Linked DNA regions of Mus musculus: region 2 is linked to region 1. A link is a contact called in public Hi-C data. All regions are on one chromosome and are shown on one strand. The core of a region is the stretch at or near the end of the contact, and the rest is flanking DNA. Distances in the headings are between cores, read along the strand shown.

Region 1 (6,644 bases), core at 1,522-4,021:
GACCTAGCAATATTGTAAACTAACAGCTATGGGGATTTTTTAAAAATAAATTATTTCTCATCTCCAAGTAAAAAATCATTAAAGACAAAGCAAAACAAAACAAACAAAAAAATCCCAAAATTGTAAACTGTGGAGGTGAAATCTTCCTATGTGGCTGCTAGTACTCTGTGACTTTATGTGAAAATATGTGCTATGTCCATCTTGGTTCAGGATTCAGATCATGCATTCTCTGAGCACAGCGTAACTGGCCTAGAGCACACTAAGAAAGAAGGCTCATTGGCCGGCCAGAGGTGACAAGGCCCACGTAGTATACCCTTTTATCCACAAGTGGCTAGTAAAAACTGGATAACTGAAAGCAGACAAAAAAACATCTATCATTGTATAGGAAAACACACCAATTAACTTTTGAGTGCAAGCTATCTGGACCCTAAGATCTATTTTTGAACATCTCAAGTACCCAGAGGCGTACTTACAATGTTCATGTATCTTTAATGCCTTGGTGGAACAACCAGCTCAAGTTCTACCAAACCGAGCTACAGGGTCTCAGGAAGCTGGCTTTTCTGGGCTGGGGGTGGCAGTGGAATCTGTCTACAGATGGGTGGAGAGTTGGGGAGGAGGGAGAGGGAGGGGGAGGGGGAGGGGGAGGGGGAGGGGGAGGAGGGTGTTGCTCACCTGGCTGCATGATTCTTGGTTTTGCTCCCAAGTATGCCAGATTCACATTGGCCTTCCTACCATCGATGATGGGGTTGGGATCCTTGCAGGCCCTTTCAGCGGCAGCCCTGTCAGCCATGGTGACCTTAGCAACATACACAGACAGACACACAGAGCCCTCAGTTAACCCCTGAAGGAAAAGGATTCAAGCCACCGAGCTGGCTGGCTTTCTTTTCTTATTTGGGAGGGGTTGGGAACATTAACTCTCCATTCTCTGCCTTAAAAAAAAAAAAAAAAAGCAGAAAGAAGAAAGGAAGGAAGGATCTCCCCCGCCCCCCACCCAAAGTCCTAAGGGTGCTAATGTGGGGCCTAACAGAGATTGGGAGCCACCATTCTGAATTCGCGCGGAGATTTACCTTTTACATTCCCACCGGGGCCCCAGAGGTACTGTGGGCTTTAAACAAAGTCCAGCCCCAAACCAGCTGGTTACTCCCCAGCGACAATAGCGATTGCCCTGCTCCTGGGCTCTCAGCTCTTTGGGCTGCTGAATTCGCCCCTTTAAATCTCCAGGAAGCTTAATGTGCTGTTTCAGTTAGGCAAACACCCAGAGGTGCAGCTTTTTCTTTTCCTTTTAGAATCTACCTTTGCAATTTAAAAGATAGTGATGTAAAGTGTGTGTGTGTGTATGTGTGTGTGTGTGAGTGTGTGTGTGTGTGTGTGTGTGTGTGTGTGTGTGTGTGTGTTAGCTCTAGCCCTCCCTGGGCCTAAACAACACACACACACACACACACACACACACACACACACACACACACTGTTTTTTTTTTTTTTTCTTTTTTAAACAAAGCACCAGCTCACTTAACAACCAGCCTCCAACCTGGGAATCCACAGTGAGGGGCTCTGCTTCCTCCCTCCCAACTCTCCACATCTCCCATCTCTCCTTCCCAGGCTCTCGGGGCCACCGAAAGAGCATGGCCTCAGGTCCTCTCTGTACCCCACGAGGCAGCCACGGCCCTTCGTTTCTCCAAGCCCCATCGCACTTAAAGTTTCAGCTTAGCTCCGAGTGAACGGGCGTCCCGCGAGGTCCCACTGTGCCCCTTATCCTAATCTCTGCCTCCCCAGGGCCTGGGGCCACTTGCTCCCTGCTGGCCTGATCGCTTTGGCCAGGACCTCTCTTAGTTGCTCCCCACCCACCCTGAGTCCTTCTTCCACGTAACTTACAAATCCGTAGCCCCGGGACTTGCCGGTCTGCCGGTCTGTGATGACCACCGCTTCCTCGATGTCTCCGAAGACCTCAAAGTACTTGCGCAGGCTGGCGTCGGTGGTGTGGTAGGGCAGCCCTCCCACGAAGATCTTGGTGTACGTCGTGTCCTTCTGGGTGGTGTGCATCTTCGCGCCCGCCCCGCGGCTCGGGCTCCGGCTGCGGCTGCGGCTGCGCCTGGTCCTCGGGCTCCGCGTCTCCCGCAGCGCGCGGCGGCCGCCGGGGGCCGAGGGCGCGCGCGGGGGCGAGGGGGCGGCGTGGGCGCTGGGCGCGCGGCTTCCCAAGTGGCCCACTGTCCCCGACACTCGCCCAGGCGCTCTGCTCCAGTCCCCGCGTCCGGTCACTGTCCAGACCTTCCGGATCGTCCGGGTAACCAGCTCCGTAGCCGCGGACTGTGGGAGCCTTTTGCACTCACGCCGCGTGAAAGTAAAAATAAAATAAAAATATTTTTTTTCTTAAATGCAGAGAGGGTGGTGGTCTCCAAGTCCAGAAGAGGTAGATGGTTCTTTCTCAAAAAATCGAGTGGCTTAGTGGGATGGGGGTTGGCTCAGAGGCTACCGTGTCCCGGGGGCGCGGAGGTGGCAGCTGGGGGCGCGGTGCTGGGCCCGGCTCGGTCTGGGAACCGTCCCTTCTGCTTAGTAGCTGCCACACCAGTGCGGACGGAGGACCGCTCTCCAACCCTCTATTCCTTTTTCCCCAGCGGCCCTGGGGGTCGACGCCCGGCTGGGGAGGGGGCGGGCCGGACGCCTGCGATTGGCCGGGACAGCACCTGGGGCGCCCGGCGCCGCCGCCCCCCAGCTGTTGGGAACAGCTGCTTCTCTCCCCGCGCGCGGGCGCTGGGTCGCCTGGCTGGGGCTCTGGCGCTGTTGCTGGGGCAGAGTTGGAAACGGCTGGAGGCGGCCTGGCTCTGTTGTTGCCTGCTCCTACTGGTCAAAGTCGCAAAGACCCCTGGCGATTCCCGCAGGGACCCAGAGTGAGCTGATTGACGCTCCGAAGCAGACCACGCTAGCTTCTTGCTAGGCCTCGCTGGCACGACCAGTTGACTTGAGAGTCCCCCGGGGCCTGGGGTGGTTTGTACAGAGGCCAGTCCCCTCCCAAACACCTGGGACCAAGGAGATCTGTCTCTAGCGTCTGAACCGTGAGAAGAACTCTCAAGTTTTCTTAGCCCCCAAAAGCTGGTGCTGTGGGTAACCAAGAGGAAGAGCCCCAGGGATGTTATGTGGTGGGGTGAATAATAATAATAGCCCCTAGCATTTGGGAATGCTTGAGAAAAACTTTGGCTTTAATGGCTCACAGCTAGCAAAGGGTGTCTGTATTCATCTGGCCCTGCTGACTACTGCAGAGGACCATGAATTAGTACTGTACCTCCCACGATCATCAAATTTGTGCTTCCTGCCTAACTTAGTTATTCAGGAAGATGGGTACAATGTCTGTCTCAACACAAGTCGCTCCCACCTCCGCCTTTTTTTTTCCCCACTAAGCAAAGAATCTATTTCCTTCTATTTGAATTGCAGAACGGTTAGTGAATTGACCTCATTTATTTATCCGGATATAATTGTAAAAAGTATGATTTCTTTTAAAAGGGTGGGGGCTGTTACATAACGATGGATTTCTACCAGCAATTCTGGAAGCATAGATAGAATACACTAAACGTAGTATATGTTTATTAATTTAAGCCAGCTCGTTGGCAGTTCTTATGCTCAATAGGGCTTTAAATTAATGACGCTTTGAAATCAGCCCATCATATTTAAGGTTTAGATTAAAATACCCCTCCCCCTTATTTTGAGACAGGGTATTGTGTATCCCAGGCTGTCCTTGAACTTCCGGTGTATCATAAAGATTACTTTGAATTTGAACTTCTGATTCTTCTGTCTCAGAGTCCTGAATGCTGGGACTGCGGGCATGTGCCCCTTCTCTGGGTTTATGGGAAGCTTTGGGAAGGAGCACAGGGCTTCCTTCCTGCCAGGCAAGCACTCTGCCGACTGAGCTACATCCCCAGGCCCCCGATGAAAGTATTTAATGTAAGCAGAACATTTCACTCTCTGCCCTCACTGCACAAGCGGGTTTTGCTCCGAGAGGCCAGTGTAGTCCCAACACTAGTTGCCCCTGAGCTACATCTTTTATTTCCTTTTAAACAGGTCAGTGTATTAACCGATAGAGCCCCACAGACATACCCCAGTTACTTTCCAGGGCACCTTAGCTGTCAACCCCAGCCAATGAAGAATGTGGTGTGTGCAAAGGTGAATGAGAATTACTAGCAAATATTCTGGTAGGAAATCTTCAATTCATCTTGCTGATTTCCACAGGAGGCTGCCCGAGGTTATCGGGGTCAGTTTGAATCCTCAGTGAGAGAAAAGGAAAACTAAGAAATCTCGCTGTGGTTAATCCTGGGGAGAAAAATTAAGCAGTTTATATAATGTAAGTATTTTATACGAAGTGTTGACTCTTTAATACAGTTCCTCGTGTTGTGGTGATCCTCCAACCACTAAACTATTTTTGTTGCGACTTCTTAACTGTAATTTTACCACTGTTATGAATAGTAACAAACTATCTGTGTTTTCCAATGGTCTTGGAAGGTCACGACCCACAGGTTGAGAACCACTGTTGTAGACGCCGGCCCCAGTGTGAAAATATAAATCTTTGTCGCTGTTTAAGTGAAGTACTAGTTCAGAAGGGACTCTGTGCTCGAAGGACAAAAGATAATTTTTAAAAGTAAGAAAGCAGACCCTGACACAGAAGACGTATGCTTTCGAGTATTTAATATTCATCTTACGGTGTCATTTCACAATTATAGTACTTCACTGAAGCGCAGGCGGGCAAAAGCCTCTGAGAGGGGAGGCTTTTTGTCTACTAAGAAGTCCCAGACACTGTGTGCCATTGGATGACTTGTCTTCCTACATGGGTAAGAAGCCAACCCAGCCTGCAGGCAAAGAGAGTATCTGGGAGTGCAGCCAGGCATTTGGATGGTGGTCTCTAGGCAAAGTGGAGAGAGCTAAGAGGAAGGTTTTACCCCCACAACGGGATAGACTATCCTAGAGCTCAGCCTTCGGGAAGAAATACACTCTTTACTTCGAGGACTGAGGAAGCAGCTTAGTGGGAAAAATGCTTGGTGTGCAAGTGCTAGGACCTGAGTTCAAATCCCTGTATCGCCACGAATGCTAACTGTGCTGGCACATCTTGGCCAGCTTCTGGTCTCTGTACACACACACACACACACACACACACACACACACACACACACATACACACGTGGGGGGACAGTGAAGGGGGGGAGAAGACTTGTATGTCATCATTCTAGAGAAAATAACACAGATAAATGTACTCCCTTAAGTCCCCTGAGATCCCACTGGAGTGACTTTAGAAAATATTTGACACTTTCGTCTGAAATTATTTCATTTTGAACAAGATGATATACCTGGTCATTGGGACATTTTTGAAAATCCCACAAATAATCAAGGCATTCCTGGTTAACTGGCATGAGCTGCTGAGATGAGGGCAGAGATTGGTGATTATTTATTTTCTAAATCCACATCAGGAGAGGACATCGCTCAGCGTGCTCCTTGCGTGCTGTGGATTTGATTTCACGTCTACACAAAGGGAAACACAGGACCAAAGGCCAGATCCACTCTCGGTGGCTTTATGAACCTGTGCCATTAAACCATGTATCCCTCCGGGGCTGTGAGATGGATCTGAATCCAGACTTCAAGATTATTAAGTACCAAATATTTCTGTACAAAGGCCCATCACAGATTCAGGCTTGCAATAACAGTACGTGAAGAATCTTTTCTCTTTCCGGCTGCTTTTGGCAGAAGAGATGTGGATACCTGCATGCCTTGTGTGCTTCTTTGAAGAGAAAAAGTAAAAAATACTGTACAAGTTAGAAATAAGTTCCAAGCTTGCCATATCCAAGTTAGCGCACATGGATGGCCCGAGTCCTTGGTTACCACTCCTTGGCAGAATTGATACCATTTTATTACAGTAAGCTACTTACAGTAAATCACCTTCCATGTTCAAAATCTTTATCTGTTAAAGGCCAGAACCAAACCACAATGGTTGAACACCCATTTTATCTATTTTTTTTCTCTTTCCTCACCTCTTCTTCCTTTTTAATTCATCATGAATGGCAACTCCAGGCTTACACAAGTTTAGGAGAATTTTGAAGAGGGAAAAAAAAAGTGTAACATTTCATGAAGGTTGAGAAACATCATTTCTTCCTGGATTTAGAAAATCTACCCCAGTGTCGGGACACTCTCTTGCTCTTGCTTCAGGTCCTCAAAACCATGTGCTGAACCTTACAGTACTAAAGAGATAATCTCCTGACAATGGGGGTCTGGAGTGATTAGCTCAATCTGTAGAGGGTTTACCTCGCAAGCAGGAGGACCTATGTCTCACCTGTAGAGTCGTGTGCAGAAGCTAGGTGTATAGAGCTAAGTTTTGATCCATCCCAGCATTTGGGAGGTGGTGACTACTAGGGGGCTAGCCTAGTCTAGTTTGTGAGTTTCAAGCCAGAGAGAGACCCTGAAAAGGAAACAAAACCAAGGTGAGTTAAAGGCTAGGAGGTCAACCTCCATGTGCACATGTTCATCCATACCCTGGAAAACACACACACACACTAAATATTTACTGAAAATCCTCTCTTTAAGATATATAACCCCTGTCCCATGCTTGATATGAACTAATATATTCTGGAGAGAACTCACTGCTTGTGGAATGTTTAAGCCAGTTACTTAGC
Region 2 (6,095 bases), core at 517-3,016, 44 kb before region 1:
GCTTGGTGGGAGTGCCTTTACCCACAGAGCCATCCTGCTTGCTTTTGGGACACTTTAAATCTTAAGCCAAGAAAAGCACTTTCTATGAAACAAGGTTAAAACTTTGATATTCTTTAACCTAATTTTAATGAACCATATTCAACTCAAAAATATTTTCTGGCAGTTCAAGGGCATGCCTGTGTTTAAAAAGATGGCAAAGTGTCAAAGCATGGCTCAGATGCTAACATTTTTTCACTTTCCCGTGGATGTGACATCTCCCCGTGACAAACATCTCCACCTGACTCAGTCCAGTCACCACCAAACCACAGTCGTTTCTTCAGTCTGATGGATGCAAAACTATTTCCTGCCCTATGAAAACAATAGTGTTTGGGGCAGTAAGCCAGCTCAATGGGTAAAATTGGTTGCCACAGAAGCCTGGCAAGCTTAGATCAGCTGCATCCACAGAGCCCACACAAAGTGGGGATCCACATTTTGATTCCGGTGCTGAGGGTTGAACCAGGGCCTTGCACATGCTAAGTATGCTCCATCCCCATCTATATCCCCAGCCCACTCAGTTTGTTGTTTCTCCCCTCCTCCTCTCTCTTGAATAGGCAGAGGAGATGTGTGCAAATCCAGCCCTTTCCACTGCCTTTCCCTCTCATATAGATTCCTAATATTGTCATTGAAGAGTGGGACTCCCCCTTAGTTTCTTCTGGATTTCTAGCACCTAGCATGGCACCGGACACCCAGCAGAGGCACAGAATAAAGGACAGGGAAGAAGCCCACTGGCCTATTCACCGGAAGCCATGCCGGAGAGCTGGGATCAGGAGAGTGAATTTGCTCCTCTGTGCTTTGCATCTCTGTGGGGAACACCAATCAGGTTGAGCCGTGCGTTCCTATGGCATCTTCTCCGTGGAGGTCAGTTCTGTTCTACCAGAGTAGAACGTGGAGTTTCCATCCTACTAGAGCACTTAGTTCTATATCGCCCATAGCACACGGAAGGGCTTCATTGCTCACGTTGGGAGGTGTTCTTTACAGTTTCTACCTGTGACATCTTTTCACCTGAGGAGTCTACATCTATTTGACCAGACAGGTGTACAAAGCAGGTACAGAACAAAAAAACCAACCCCCCCAAACCTCCCCCCAAAAGAAGTAAAACATGTATTGATATCAAGCCATAAAAAAGTTGAATTCTAAACCATTCTATAATATACTAATACAGTTTATGGAAAACTATAGTAAATTTGCCTACTGATAAGCTACCTGGATGACTTTTCTAGTTCTACATAAAGAATTTAAACCCTGAACTAATATTTGGTGGTGTAAGAGGTAGATGGTAGTTGTCATTTTTCCGAGTTGACTGACGTTTCATGGTAGTGGTCAAGGCTGCAGTGGCTATTTTGCATGAATACAGACTACAAAATGGCAAAGGTAATGCTAAGGGCTGTTTCAGACAATGTGGGAAATCCTGTCCTAAATCCCAAGCCAAAATCCATCCAACATTCTTATTTTTTCATGAAGCTTAGACACAAAGCTTAAGACCAACCATTTTAGCACCATTTAGTGCAAAGATGTCCCAACTGGATACTTAATGCGAAGGATCCACAATAGGAAGATATTAAAGGCCTTCCCCCATGTCTTTTCTCCAAATTAAGCCATTTTGCTTCTGTAAGAGCAGAAAGCTGACCGTATACTAAAATCTCTGCAGTTCCTAATGTAACAGTCTGGGGGCTGATCTGAGGTACTTTTGCCAGTATTTCTGGGTGTTGCACATTGTGGGGGTGTGTAAATGTGTTATGTTCAGAACCTAGGGCTGCAGCCAAGCCAGGAAAGTAAGGATGGTTGCTGCCAGGAGCGTCTCAGATCCATTACAAATTTAGATATCTGGACTTTTGGAAGCCTTTACTGTCTCCAGTTTTCCTATGACATTCTCATTTGGTTTCGTTAACCCCCAAACTTGTGGCCTGTAGTTTAAGCTCAACCTCATAGGCCTCACCAGAAGTTAAGAAAGCACACACACACACACACACACACACACACACACACACACACACACACACAAAAGGAAAAGGAAAAAGGAAAAGGAAAAGATAAAGAGCCAGGGCTTCAGCCAGCCCACCATGTCTAGTGTTTGTAGCCAACCAACTCAACCAATCAGGCACCCAAAACATACAGGGGAATATGTGGGTCCCGAATATATATATATTTCCCTTTCCTCTTTAAATTTCCTAAGTGGCTCCTTAGAAAATGATATAGGCTTTACATCTTATCACGGTCACGAATGACCTAGAGATAATTTGAAATATAAAGGAAGTCGTGGGCAGGTTGTAGGCTAATACTCATTTTATGGAAGGGATTTGAGCATGTGGGGGCTTTGATGTTGGGTGTGGGGCTGGGAGCAGTTCTTGATAGACTCCGACAACTCTTTTTACTAAAATGTGGTTCAGGCTAGCCCAAGTATATACTGACAAATGGATAATTTGTCTCTGTAATATGTAACAGAAAGGAGGTCCTTTACGATGCTAAAGGATTCTGCTAACGTAGAGAGGAGAGGAAGTGTTAACTTTTAGACTTAAAGAACATACAGGTTTTTCTTAGGAAGACACGGTGTCTGGATCAACTGCAAAGTGCAATACTAAGATGTTGGTATTTCAATTGGAAGGCTTTTTTTTTTTTTAATCCAGTGATATTTTTTATTTTTCATTTAATACGTTGTCTTAGTAACTACTGTGCCAAGATGCTCAATGCTTGGAACATAATTCCTAGCTTTACCAAGACAGGAGAAAAATAGAAAAAGATGGAACCTTAAAATACCTTAGCCAATTAACTCTGGATTATTTCTGACTTCGGGAGTAGTCAGTCATTTGACTGAAGTCGCTAAAGACGATAAAGAACACACAGAATCTTCCTCTTTCCGTCTGGATTTTCATGACTTCAGAATCTCCAGTGTTTGGAGGTTTCGTCAGATCTGCTTTATCTGTAGATCCAAGGTGTCAAGAATGGATAGACGTAAGGGTCAGCTTAACGGAAGATGTCACAATGAGGCAAACACCAAAGTGATGGAGTTCATGACTCAAGGCACAAATTCCCATAATCTAAGGGCAATCTGCGAGATAGGAAGTAAACGGGAGATGGAGCCGATCCGCTCTTGTTCACTGATGCACAGTGCAAGATCCGAACAAGCTCATGGCCAACTTCAAAGGCTTTGTTTAAAATCCCCATTAAATCCTTTAAATCTCCTCTTAAATGGCAGGTCCTCTTGGCAGGTCTAGCTTGTTGCTCACTACACAATATTCCAGCCTGCTTTTACATGTGTGTGCATAAACACGTGGATATGCATGCCCGGGGGTGTTTGTGACATGCATGTGTGATTCATGTGTGTGTGCTCAACCTCATAAGCAGGTCTTTAGGTGCTGGCCTTTTTTTTTTTTTCTTCTTCTTTTTGAAATTTTTCTGTTTTGAGACAATGCCCTTCCCTGGGATCTAGAGCTTCTTATTAGGCTAGGCTGACTGGCTAGAAAGCTCTAGGGACACTCCTGTCACTGCTTCCCATCGATGGGATGACAAAGGACCACACTCAGGTATTTATATGGGTGCTAGAGTTGAACTTCGGTCCTTTTGCTTTCATGGCAGGGACTGTACTTGCCCAGGCATCCCCCCCCCCCAGCTCTGACATAGCCCTTCCCGCACCCACCATTATAAAAAGTTTATAGGACCAAAAATTTTATTTTTAAGTGCTTTTTGGCCTACTGAGTGGTAATATAATGTGTTGGGGCCTGTGAGAAATTGGGATTCTGCTGAGAAACTTCGAGTGGAAACTTGCTCTCTACAGAACAGACGAGATGCTCATGGAGGTCTTTCTCTTGCTCCCATTCCTGCCTTGATTGACGCCTGGGGTGTTAACAGCCACTTGGTCACCAAAGGCTAAGAAACTATCAGTGCTACCTATGACTTATGACTGATGTCAGTCTGCCCCGATCAGATCACTACACCTATTTTATTGTTATTTATATGATGTACATATGCATGTGTAGGGTTAACAACACACACACACACCATACAAAGAAAATTATAAGTACAACCGAGTGCAAAAGTCTCATAATATTCGATGTGTGTCCTTGGCTGCATGCAGCTGTAGAGCTTTGTGTTGGGTGTTCCTGATAGTCAATAAACAGAGCAATACCCTCCCCCTACTACCCTTCCCCCCACCCCCCAAAGAAGAAATCTGGCTGGAGATTCCAAGGCATTTTTCTCTCCTCATTCTGTGTGAAGTACTGGGGCCTGGATCAGTGTTCAAAAGTTTCCCCCTGTTCTAACACCCCGTGATACCATCTTTGTCTCGCAAAACTGCGAGCGTCACCACACCAAGTATTATGCTTGTTTTCATTTTCCAAACCCGTATTATGTTGCCAGTGGCAGAGAGGCAGCCATTCTATTAAGTATGGTTTAATTAAATCCTTCTCTACAGGCCTATAAACGAAGCGTGAAGAGTGTGGCCTAAAGTACCAGGGGAAAACATGATGGGAAAAAATCTCAGTTCAAGCTCATAAAGCTGACAGTGGGAATGGTACTTCTTAGGAGAAAAATGACACACAAGCATGGAATCAGAGCCACTCCAGGGACGTTAGCAATGGCTGCATGTCTGGTTCTGGACCCATCGGGGACGCCAGCAAAGCTTGATGATTTCAGTGATGCAGTGATGCTGTGCCAGACAAGAGAACGACACAGACAACATAGCCTAAGAGAGGAAGGAAAAAGCAATAGGCAAGCTATATTTTGAAGGATGACTAGGGATTTCCCAAGGGTGGGTCTATGAGGGTGAGATAATGAGATGGTCAGATCCTGATGAGGGAACGGAATCAATCACATTTTAGGACCCAGAGCTTTGGTGTTGGGGGGCACAGAATCACATTCTAGGAACTGGAGCTTCGGCGTATATGCCGGCATGTGGGCTCATGAGGGCAGGGCTGGGGAAGAGGCTGAAGAACCAAGGAAGTGTCAGTTGTAAAGGGTGGCATAACCCTGCTGTAGGGAAGGGTAGACGCACACTGGCCACAGATCTGACCCAGTTGAGTTCCAGAGTGAAAACCATGGAGTATGGATTTTGTGACACCATCAAGACCGTGTGGATTAGCTACTTGTTGTTATGATCAAATTTACCTAATGTCTTAGTCAGGGTTTTTATTCCTGCACAAACATCATGACCAAGAAGCAGTTTGGGGAGGAAAGGGTTTAATTCGGCTTACACTTCCATAGTGCTGTTCATCACCAAAGGAAGTCAGGACTGGAACTCAAGCAGGTCAGGAAGCAGGAGCTGATGCAGAAGCCATGGAGGGATGTTCCTTACTGGCTTGCTCAGCCTGCTCTCTTATAGACCCCAAGACTACCAACCCAGAGATGGTTCCACCCACAAGCGGCCTTTCCCCCTTGATCACTAACTGAGAAAATGCCTTACAGTTGGATCTCATGGAGGCATTTCCTCAACTGAAGCTCCTTTCTCTGTGATAACTCCAGCTGTGTCAAGTTGACACAAAACTAGCCAGTACACCTAATAAGAAGCAATGTAAGGGAAGGGGGAGATTTATTCTGGCCTGTTGTGTGGTAGGGAAGGATGGGGAATAGCTTTGGGTAGGGGGAGCACGGGGACAGCTGGTGAGGTAGTTCATTACATGCATGGCAGCTCTGTGACTTGACATCCACAAGGTGGATGCAGCTTATAGAGTGTTTAGATAGGACTTACAGCAGTCCGACAGAAGGCATCAATCAGAAGGCAGGGGTTCGGCAGATCCAGGGGCAAAAGATGAGTGTGAGAACTAAGGCATGGTCAGGGACAGAAAGGAACAGGTCATAGTAGGGATGTCAAGATGTGGTCAGCTGGGTGGAGGTGTGTAGGGGTTGACAGAAGAAGAGTGACCTGCCTGGGAAGGGAGGTGTGACGGGGCCACAGGTAGAGGTTCAGTTTGGTAATGACACATTTGTAAGGTCACTCTGGGTCTGGCTGAGAATGAACCGTGGAATTCAAGATGAAGATAAGCCTGCAATTTCACGTATGGCAGCTCATCAGCACTTAGTGGGGAAACTCTTCCCAATTTAGAACTGTCTTTATAGACCTGTTT

Evidence for each region. Hi-C and Micro-C count contacts between places; a contact is called where the count stands out from the background.
Region 2: a contact with region 1 is called in a Hi-C map of cortical neurons, with 2.8 times the contacts expected there. The contact joins the enhancer-like site here to the promoter of Rbm24 in region 1. A contact is called at or near these places in 1 of 39 promoter capture datasets (hippocampal neurons), 2 of 484 Hi-C or Micro-C datasets (cortical neurons and nephron progenitors), 2 of 115 datasets of contacts at active chromatin or transcription factors (embryonic stem cells and neural progenitor cells) and 3 of 9 other capture datasets (adipose tissue, liver and pancreatic islet).

The regions. Positions count from the first base shown.
Region 1 is chr13:46,414,427-46,421,070 of GRCm38.p6, reverse strand. Rbm24 (RNA binding motif protein 24) reads right to left here and starts at 2,771. Exons shown (of 4, transcript NM_001081425.1): 1 at 1,873-2,771; 2 at 673-796. The coding sequence starts at 2,040.
Region 2 is chr13:46,458,137-46,464,231 of GRCm38.p6, reverse strand. No RefSeq gene overlaps it. Among named protein-coding and RNA genes, the nearest start is that of Gm35110, 35 kb to the left of the region's middle. Within about 2 kb of position 1,766, at least 8 of the 459 cell types and tissues checked have an H3K27ac peak or open chromatin away from gene starts, as enhancers often do. A contact at or near this core is called in cortical neurons, where this site is marked.